Linked DNA regions of Pan troglodytes: region 2 is linked to region 1. A link is a contact called in public HiChIP or PLAC-seq data. All regions are on one chromosome and are shown on one strand. The core of a region is the stretch at or near the end of the contact, and the rest is flanking DNA. Distances in the headings are between cores, read along the strand shown. Region 1 holds the start of POLD3 (DNA polymerase delta 3, accessory subunit). Region 2 holds the start of CHRDL2 (chordin like 2).

Evidence for each region. HiChIP or PLAC-seq counts read pairs in DNA pulled down with a chosen protein or histone mark.
Region 2: a contact with region 1 is called in an H3K4me3 HiChIP or PLAC-seq map of stem cell-derived excitatory neurons, with 5 times the contacts expected there. The contact joins the promoter of CHRDL2 here to the promoter of POLD3 in region 1. A contact is called at or near these places in 1 of 7 Hi-C or Micro-C datasets (blood) and 1 of 1 datasets of contacts at active chromatin or transcription factors (stem cell-derived excitatory neurons).

The regions. Positions count from the first base shown.
Region 1 is chr9:76,627,341-76,632,242 of NHGRI_mPanTro3-v2.0_pri, reverse strand. POLD3 (DNA polymerase delta 3, accessory subunit) reads right to left here and starts at 2,071. Exons shown (of 12, transcript XM_508641.7): 1 at 1,889-2,071; 2 at 492-547. The coding sequence starts at 1,948.
Region 2 is chr9:76,766,302-76,771,096 of NHGRI_mPanTro3-v2.0_pri, reverse strand. It overlaps CHRDL2 (chordin like 2), which reads left to right and starts at 2,101. Exons shown (of 11, transcript XM_009423759.4): 1 at 2,101-2,723. The coding sequence starts at 2,642.

The DNA.
Region 1 (4,902 bases), core at 822-3,321:
ATGAATGTTTTATACATGAATGTTCATAACAGCATCATTCATAGCAGTCAAAATATGGAAATAACCCAAATGTCCATTAATGATGAATAAACAAAACTTGTTGTATCCATATTACAGACTGAATCATGTCTCCAAAAAGGTAATGTTAAAGCCCTAACCCCCAATACCTTAAAATGTGACCTTATTTAGAAATAGAATTATAGCACATGTAATTAGTTAAGACAAGGTCATATTGGAGTAGGGTGGATTCGTAATTCAGTATGACTGGTGTTCATATAAGATGGACATGCAAAGATACAGATATACAGGGAGAATGCCATGACAATGAAGGCAGAGATTGGAATTACGCAGTTACAAGCCAAGAAATGCCAATGATTGCCAGCAAACCAAATTAGCTCTAATCTATATAGGCTATCTGTAGAGTTAAAAGCAAAGCATAACAACAACAAAAAATTCCAATATGATTAAAATTGGTAGTAAATTGGACTTACTGTTTGGCCTGGTTAACATGAACCCCTAGTGTATAGCTCAGCCATTTGTATGTCACCTGTAACAAGAAAAAATTTTTCAAATGTTTTATTAGATGACTCCAGAGTGCACATCAGTCCCGAGGGTCTGTTGCTAAAGATTCCTATTCTTAGATGATTATGCCTTATAAATTACAATAAATGCCACTGCAGTTTTGCCAAGAACTATCTATCTGGGTAGGCAGGACCTATTTATCTTAAAAATGCTAAGAAGTTTGTTTCATGAACTAATGAAAAGTAATCTAAAAAGACAAGCTGAACATACCTAACAGAAAAAACTCTCATTTTCCTCACATTCCTTGTTTTACTCAAGCCCTTTCCTCATGATGTTTTTTTTGGGGGCCACCAGCCAAAGCCATCCTAAAACTCTTTCAGAAGCTAGATGACTTTGAAGTGTGATGTCTCAGAAACTTCTAAAGAAAGTTGCACCCATGCAAACATTAAAGGGCACAGGTGGTGCAGGGGTCAGGAAACGAAAAAAGTGGGTAAATATTTTTATAAGAGATTAGATTGGGAACTACCAGCATCAAGCCTTCATCCCTCCTAGACCCAGGATGCCTGCACTCTCTTCTCTCAAAGTCTCTTCCAATTCCAAATGTCAAGCTTCCAATAGTTAGAAGACTTGCACAGGTTAGGCAAAGGCAGTGTGATGTAGAAGAAAGCATTAGTAAGAAGACAGACCTAGGTTGAAAAACTGCCTATCCCTTACCAACCGCAAATAAACAAGTTATTTGGCCCCTCAGCTTCAATTTCCTCATCTCGGGATACCACCACCGACCTGGGATGGGGTGCGGGGAGGTCACTGTAAAGATTAAAGTGCCTTGGCACACAGCAGGCACTCAATCATCACGGTTTGCAAAGTGCACTCACATCCATCAATTCGCTCGATTTTTTCCTCACCCGTGTGAAGCGATCAAACCTCTACCAATGCTTAAATTTCCAGGAAGAGGAAACAGTATCTGGAGGTTACGCAACTTGTAACTTAACACAGTTAAGACACGATTTCCTCAACTGTAAACTTAAAACTTTAAACGCCAACCACCTTAAAAGAAAAGTGTAGGGACGCCTTAGAACTCTCAGCCAACGGCCCTCCCTTCGCGCCCGGTCTCCGCGGCTCCAGCCCCAGGCTCTGTTCCCAGCACGCCCACCCAAGGGACGCGGACTTCCGTGTGTGCCGGAGGACCTTCCCGACGAGTCCTTGCTCGCTCTGGGGCACAGAGCTCGCCCAGGTCCCCTCGTGGGGACCTGTCTCCCCTGGTCCCCACGAAGCCACAAGCAGACAGGGGGTCAAGGCTCCCGCCGCCCTAGCCGGGCCCAGGACCCCGGTCGCACGCCCGCGTTCCCCAGTAGTAGCTGCTCACGATCTTGTTTTGGTCCGTGACGAACTCGTCTATATTTTCCAGATAAAGCTGGTCCGCCATGGTGCGGCAGCGCTGGGACCCGCCTCTAACCCCTCTCTCAATCACAGCCACAGCTCCCGCCGGCGGGAAACGTCTTTGCTCCCTCCCAGGTCCCGGGTCGTTTCCCCGGCAACGGAGGCGACGCACTACGGCGGCCCTCGAAGGGTCAAACTAGTCAGGGAGACGGCGCAGACGGAGGTAGGCAGAGCTAGTAGAAAACACCGAAGTGCGGAGCCTCCTGGCTGGTTTTTTCCTATACCTACGTACCTATGATAAAGTTTAATTTATAAATTAGGCACAGTAAGAGATTAACAAAAATAACTAACGATAAAATAGAACAATTATTATTATACTGTAATAAACATTAGTGAATATGGTCTCTCAACAGATGTCATTGGGTATAATATTTCCCTACCGAGGTTGGCTGCGCGTGATGAAACCCGGGAAAGCCAGGATAAAGGGGAGACTATTGAAAACAATAATTTTAGTAGTGCTGCCAACTGGGGAAAAGTACTGCCTGTTATAATCCCTCAGAGTTGAGAAATTAGGGAAGGTTTTTCCAGAGGGGTTGAGGAGAGGCTGAGTGTTTCGGATAGAAGCAGGAGAATTTGCTGGAAAAGAGTTCATTATCTCTGGATTGTTAGGAGAAGAGGCGGATGAGAGAGACGGGAGAAACCAAATCGTTGTGCCTAGGAGACTGTGAAGAGGCGCTTGAGCTGTGTTCTCAGGAAAACTTGGAGGAAAGTTATCAGGTTGGGGAATTTCAACTCAAATTTCTCCTAGTATCACCCCCGCAAAAATCTTTAATAATTGACTTAAGCATAAGCCGGTGCAGTTCAGTATCGCAGGTGTAGTGCGTAAGAGAGTGGGCTCTAGAGTCAGACTTACTGGGTTTGAATCCTGGTTTTGCTGTTTGTTGTGTAAACTTAGGTAATTCTTTAGCCACTAGGAGCCTATTTCCTTATCTATAAAATGGGAATAATAACAGTACCTACTTCAAAGGCTTGTCGCGACATGCATTCATTCAAAGCATAGCAAAATCCTGAGAAAGGCCAGATACTATTCTGAGTGTTGAGGTGCTGGGGCTGCAGCTATGAGCAATAATAAACCGAGCCTGTTCACATGTAACTTATATTCTGAGATTTTTAAGTGAAAGATAGTGGTGGTTTAAAATAGGGTAGCAGACCGGGCGCGGTGGCTAACGCCTGTAATCCCAGCACTTTGGGAGGCCTAGGGGGATGAATCACCTGAGGTCAGGAGTTCGAGACCTGCCAGGCCCACATAGTGAAACCCTGTCTCTACTAAAAATATAAAAATTAGCCGGGCGTGGTGGCACGTGCCTATAGTCCCAGTTACTCCCAGGGCTGAGGCATGAGAATGTCTTGAATCCAGGAGGTGGAGGTTGCAGTGAGCCGAGATCATGCCACTGCACTTCAGCTTGGGAAACAGAGGGAGACTCCGTCTAAAAATAAAATAAAATGGCTCGGCGCAGTGGCTCACACCTGTAATCCCAGCACTTTGGGAGGCCGAGGCAGGCAGATCACCTGAGGTCAGGAGTTCGAGACCAGCCTGGCCAACATGGCGAAACCCCGTCTCTACTAAAAATACAAAAATTAACCAGGTGTGGTGGTACACGCCTGTAATCCCAGCTACTCGGGAGGCTGAGGCAGCAGAATCACTTGAACCTGGGAGACCGAGGTTGCGGTGAGCTGAGATGGTGCCACTGCACTCCAGCCTGGGAAACAGAGTGAGACCCCCCTCAAAATAAATAAATAAAATAAAATAGGGTAGCGGTGCCAGGCACAGTAGCTCACACCTATAATCCCAGCACTTTGGGAGGCCAAGGCAAGTGGATCACTTGAGCCCCAGGAGTTCGAGACCAGCCTGAGCAACATACTGAAACTCCGTCCCTACTAAAAAAAAAAAAAAAAGCCATGGTGGCACGAGCCTGTGGTCTGTGGTCTGTGGTCCCAGTTCTGAAGTGGGAGGATGAATTGAGCCCAGGAGGTAGAGGTTGCAGTGAGCACTTGATCATGCAACTGCATACAGCCTGGGTGACAGAGTGAGACACTGTCTCAAAAAATAATAATTTTTTTTTTTTGAGACAGAGTTTTGCTCTTGTTCCCCAGGTTGGAGTGCAATGGCGCGATCTCGGCTCACTGTAACCTCTGCCTCCCGGGTTCAAGTGATTCTCCTGCCTCTGCCTCCCAAGTTGCTGGGATTACTGGCATGCGCCACCACACCCGGCTAATTTTGTTGTAGTTTTAGTAGAGACAGGGTTTCGCCATGTTGGCCAGGCTGGTCTCGAACTCCTGACCTCAGGTGATCCACCCGCCTTGGCCTCCCAAAGTGCTGGGATTACAGGCATAAGCCACCACGCCCAACCAATACATTTTTAAAAATAGAGTAGTGGTAGTGGAAATCGAGAGAACTGAGTGACTTGAGTTTTGTTTTAGAGTCGGCAAAACCTGCTGATGAATTACACGAGTGGAGTGTGGAAAAAACAGGAATCAAGGAAAATACCTAGATATGGAACATAAATCTTTAGGTAAATGGTGATGCCCTTGACTGAGACGTGAAAGACTGGAAGCAGAAGAGAAAATCAAATAATTCTATTTGGCCAGTTATAAATGAGATAATATACATAAAACTCTCATGCAGTACCTGCACACAATAAAATCTATGATCGTTGACTATTACATTATTATATACCAGACATACTATACCAGGTATTTTAAGAGCAATATTTCATTTAGTCCTCATAGCAATGCTGCAAATGTATTATATTGTCCATATTTTATTTTATTATTTATTTATTTATTTTGAGATGGAGTTTTGCTCCTGTTGCCCAGGCTGGAGTGCAATGGCGCAATCTCTGCTCACTGCAACCTCTGCCTCCCGGGTTCAAGCGATTCTCCTGCCTCAGCTTCTCGAGTAGCTGGGATTACAGGCATGCACCACCATGCCCAGCTAAT
Region 2 (4,795 bases), core at 852-3,351, 140 kb before region 1:
AGAGGCTGTTGGGAAAGTTCAAGTAAGGAATGAAGATGGCCGGGTGCGGTGGCTCATGCTTGTAATCCCAGCACTTTGGGAGGCTGAGGTGAGTGGATCAGCTGAGGTCAGGAGTTCAAGACCAGCTTGGCCAACATGGCGAAACCCCATCTCTACTAAAAATACAAAAATTATAGGTGGTGCATGCCTGTAATCCCAGCCACTTGGGAGGCTGAGGCAGAAGAATCGCTTGAACCCAGAGGCAGAGGTTGCAGTGAGCCAAGATCACGCCACTGCACTCCAGTCTGGGCGACAAGAGCAAAACTCCATCTCAAAAAAAAAAAAAAGGAATGAAGATGGCCTCAACTCTGGGGATAATAGAGATGGACAGGAGGGCTGAGATGGTGGAGGCCTTTTTTGAAGTATGATGGGCAGGATGTAGGGGAACCCATCTTAATCCACTTCTTACATCTAAGACATGAATATATGTGCACAGCACATTTTAAACAAAGATAGAGAAAGGAAAAGATCACTGTCCCAAACCCTTGGGATGAGATTGTTTATGCAATTAAGCAGCACAGGATTTAACTCTGAGATCCCTGGAAGCAAAGGCAAAAAGGGAAGCATGGTGACATGCATAAGCTTGCACTATCTGTTAAAATAAAGAATACTCAGGGGAAAGGAAGAGACTGGCCAGATTAGAGTAGAAGTTAAGCCTGAAGGGTACTGGACAGATCATGTTTGTCCCTGATCCTGAGAGCCCTAGGAAGGGCTGGTTTGGGGATCACTGGTTCCTCCTACTGCTCTCTTTTGGAGGGTGGAGATCTTGGGGGTAATACCCTGAAAGCACAGTGCAATGGGGAGCCCAGCCTTGGCCCAGAAAGATACCTTTACAGCCAGCCAGCCAAGTGTTTAAACCCGGAAATATGATTCCCTACCAGAGTGGGATATGGCTCAACATCCCTTCCCACCTCATACTCCTCTGGCACTCTTTGGAGTCTCCATTAGCTCTTCAAGAGAAGCTGGGCAGAAAGTTGAGGTCCAAAGCAAGGATAGATGTATTTACTCAAAGTGGCCCAACAAGTTACGGATGGAGCCAGGACAGTGACTGCCCTTTTGATTTCAGAGCTTGTGTGTTGCTGGTCTGGCCAGAGCTGGCTATTCTCTTCTTAGTGTCCTATTAGTGCATGTGTTCATTCAACACAAGAGATGGAGCACCATTTGAGGGCTGGAGGGTGTCAGGGCCCTGTCCTCAGGGAGCTCCCCTTCTGGTGGGAAAGAAAACTCTTTGACAATCAGCTCTCCCTAAAGATGACTGAAGGTGACCATCACTCCCAGAGAAGTGCAGGCCTCACCTGCAAAGGCAAAGGAGAGATCTTGCCTTGATTCGGGAGTGGGAGGGGGGAGCAGAGGAAGACCTCCAGGGGAAGGCACAGGATCCCTATGGGCTGACTTTCCTGAGAATGGCGCATGGGCAGACGGAGTGGGGACAGGGGCCACTGGTATTGTAGGCACCTGGAATTAGGGCCCCTTCTCTTTGTGGGGTGAGTGCTTCGACGTTCATTACCTTATTTCATCTTAGCAACACTCGTGGGAAGATAGTAGAGATATTTTAAGATCTTAAAATGCCCATTTTAAAGCTGGGAAAACAGACTCTCTGGTGGCGTGCTGTAGACCACAAACTGAATTAAGAACGCCAGTGTTCTGATTCCATCCATCTGCCGAGTTCCGGGCACGCACCGCCGAGCGCCTTACCCTGAGCCTTCCCGGTACCCGCAGCCCCGACAGCTCAGCCTTCCCCACCTGAAAGTTCCACCTGAGGTCTCCCTCAACTCTGCCCTCCTGCATTCTTGGCGTCGCGGGGAGTCAGGGGTTAAACCCCGTGGCCCGCGTGGCCCCTTCCCCCTCCGCAGCCCCCTCGCCTCCACTCGGCGCCGCGCCTGGAGCGTCCGTCCCGGAGACCCGCACAAGAGAGGAGGGGAAAAAGTGGGCCTGTTTCTCGGGTGGCCAATCCACCGAGCCCGCGGTGCCCCAGAGGAGGCGCCAGCGCTAGGCCAGCGCCAGGCCGGGCTGCCTGCTTCCCGCGGCAAAGTACAAATGCGCCCGAGCGCGGCGCCTGGAGCCCTTGGCGAGCACAGCCGGCCCGCGCTCAGCCTCCCTCCGCGGCCGCCGCGCCGCCGCCGCTGCTGGGACCGCCGCCCCGCCGGGCTCCAGGCCCCCGCGGCCCGACCCCGAGCCCACCGAGCAGGGGGCGCCGGCCGCCTCTAGCCCGCGCGCCCGCAACACCCGCTGGTCCCGCGCGCCTCGCCCGGCGCTGCGCGCTCGGCAGACGCCGGTCCTCTCCCTGCTTTCTCCTCCTCTCCCTCTCACCTTCCCCCTTTCTTTGATCGCCTCTCCCTTCTGCTGGACCTTCCTTCGTCTCTCCATCTCTCCCTCCTTTCCCCGCGTTCTCTTTCCACCTTTCTCTTCTTCCCACCTTAGACCTCCCTTCCTGCCCTCCTTTCCTGCCCACCGCTGCTTCCTGGCCCTTCTCCGACCCCGCTCTAGCAGCAGACCTCCTGGGGTCTGTGGGTTGATCTGTGGCCCCTGTGCCTCCGTGTCCTTTTCGTCTCCCTTCCTCCCGACTCCGCTCCCGGACCAGCGGCCTGACCCTGGGGAAAGGATGGTTCCCGAGGTGAGGGTCCTCTCCTCCTTGCTGGGACTCGCGCTGCTCTGGTTCCCCCTGGACTCCCACGCTCGAGCCCGTAAGTAGACCGGGAGGCTGGGTGGGCAGAGGAGGGATGAGGCCCCTGGAATGTGCGGGACAGCGCCAGGACCTGGACCCCAAGCTCTTCTGACAGCCGTCCAGGCAGCACCTGTGCCGGAGGGGTGGAGACTCCGTGAGGACCAGTATGGGCCAGGGGACCGGAGGAACTCGGCACGACTCAGAACTGAGAGAGGGCTGCTGCCAGGGACCTGAGGAGGGGCACCAAGGGCAGCGGGGGAGAGGGCAGGGCACTGTGTTTTGGGTTGGGGGAGGACTTACTGTTCCTAGGAGGGAGTCGGGTATGTCTGGCTACAGGTAAGGAGTGTGATGGAGAAGAAAAGGCTTTTTGCCTTTGGAAAGAGCCATTGGACAGAAATGAGAGGTAATTAGGATAACCTTCCCATTCTTTTCTCTCTTTTGATCCTCGCAACTCTCCAGTGAGGTGGGTATTATCATTCGCACTTTACAGATGAGAAAACTTAGGCTGAGCAAGGAGGAACTTGCTAAAACTTACAGAGCGGGTAAGCCATCCAAAGCCAGAACTCTAGTTCCAGATCCCATGCTTTATTCCCTGCCTCACATTGTCTAGAAGGAACCCTGAATTTGCAGCGTGAGACTCTGGGAGGCGGCAGGGCACAGTGAGATAGACCAGCGTCTTCACCATCCCACCCCCGCTGAATGCCAGCTGCTGGGAGGCCGTCACAGAGTGCACCTCTCTGACCCTGGGTTTCCTAATCTATAAAGCGGAAGTAAAAATCCTAGGAGAGTTGATAGGATTAAATTAGAGAAAAGAGGTAAAGCAGCTAGCACAAGACTGGTGCTTGATAGCTTCCAAAAAAAATCAGTTCCCAATTATGCTTTTCCACATAGATACAGTGTAACATCAAACAGGTTACATCATCATTCTGAGCCTCAGTTTCCTCACTGCGCCCACAATAGGCTGGTGGTCCCCCCTCCCCATGCCCATCCAATCTCTTAGAATGCTGTGAGGATGGGAAACCAAACCACATTCTCTTAATCAGAAGAAAGGAGCTTCATTCAAGCAGTGGGTTTCTCCAGGACATACATGACACAGCCTGAGATTAAGACCCCGCGTTCCCAACTCCTAGTCTGGTGCTTTTTCCTCTCCCCAGCTCAGCTCCTCCATCTATGCCTTTCTTTTGCACGTGACTTTCTGGAGCTGGTAGTGCTGGACTTTGTTACGGTCTTGTTTCTGCTCATGAGAGCAGGCTGAGTGTCTCTGGCCTGCCAGCAGCATGAGACTCATAGAAGTCTTTCCATTACATAGAACAAGTAATGGAATTAGCTCAGTGTTGTATTCAAATCCTGGCTGTGCCCCTTAGAGCTGTGTGACTTTTTGTAAGCCATAACTTCTCTGAGCCTCAATTTCCTCATCTGTCTAAGAGAGATACTAATCCAGAACTTGCAGGGTTCTTGGGAGGATTAAAGGAGGTAACAGATTAAAGTGCCCAGCACAATGCTGTGTACTCAATAAATGTCTCTTCTGCTTTCTTGAACCCTGAGGGTTTCCTCCTAACACCTGCCTCCTATTTCTTAAAAGAGACTTTGCACAGGATGCCCTCCATGCCTGCCTCCCATCCACTTGACACCTTGTTCTTAGTCCCTGCAATTTTTTCTCCAGATATCATTGCCCTTGATGCATCTTGGAAAGATGTCCTAGAACCAGACTGTTATCCTACCCACACCCCGCTTCTTTGCTTCCCATATCTTGTCAGCCTTTCATGGCCTTGCCTAGGTCACACCTCTTCAAGCAAACTCTCCCCGGTGACTTGATCCACTCTGATCTCCCTCCTCTGTGCCTCCCTGGCCTTCAGCTCTGTACCTCTCAGCAGGTCCTGCTAGTATTCCATCTTCCCTACAGCCTTGTAAATACAGATCTCCAGACATGTGAGAAAAAGACTTGGAGCCAACTCATTAGGGTGAGGTGGACTGGCACTCATTGGAGAATGTTAAGATTCCTGGATGTTAGAGCTGGTGAAACTATCAAAAACCATCTGCTTCTACCCATCAGTGTACCTATACTTAAGAGTTAAATTGAAGCCCAGAAGA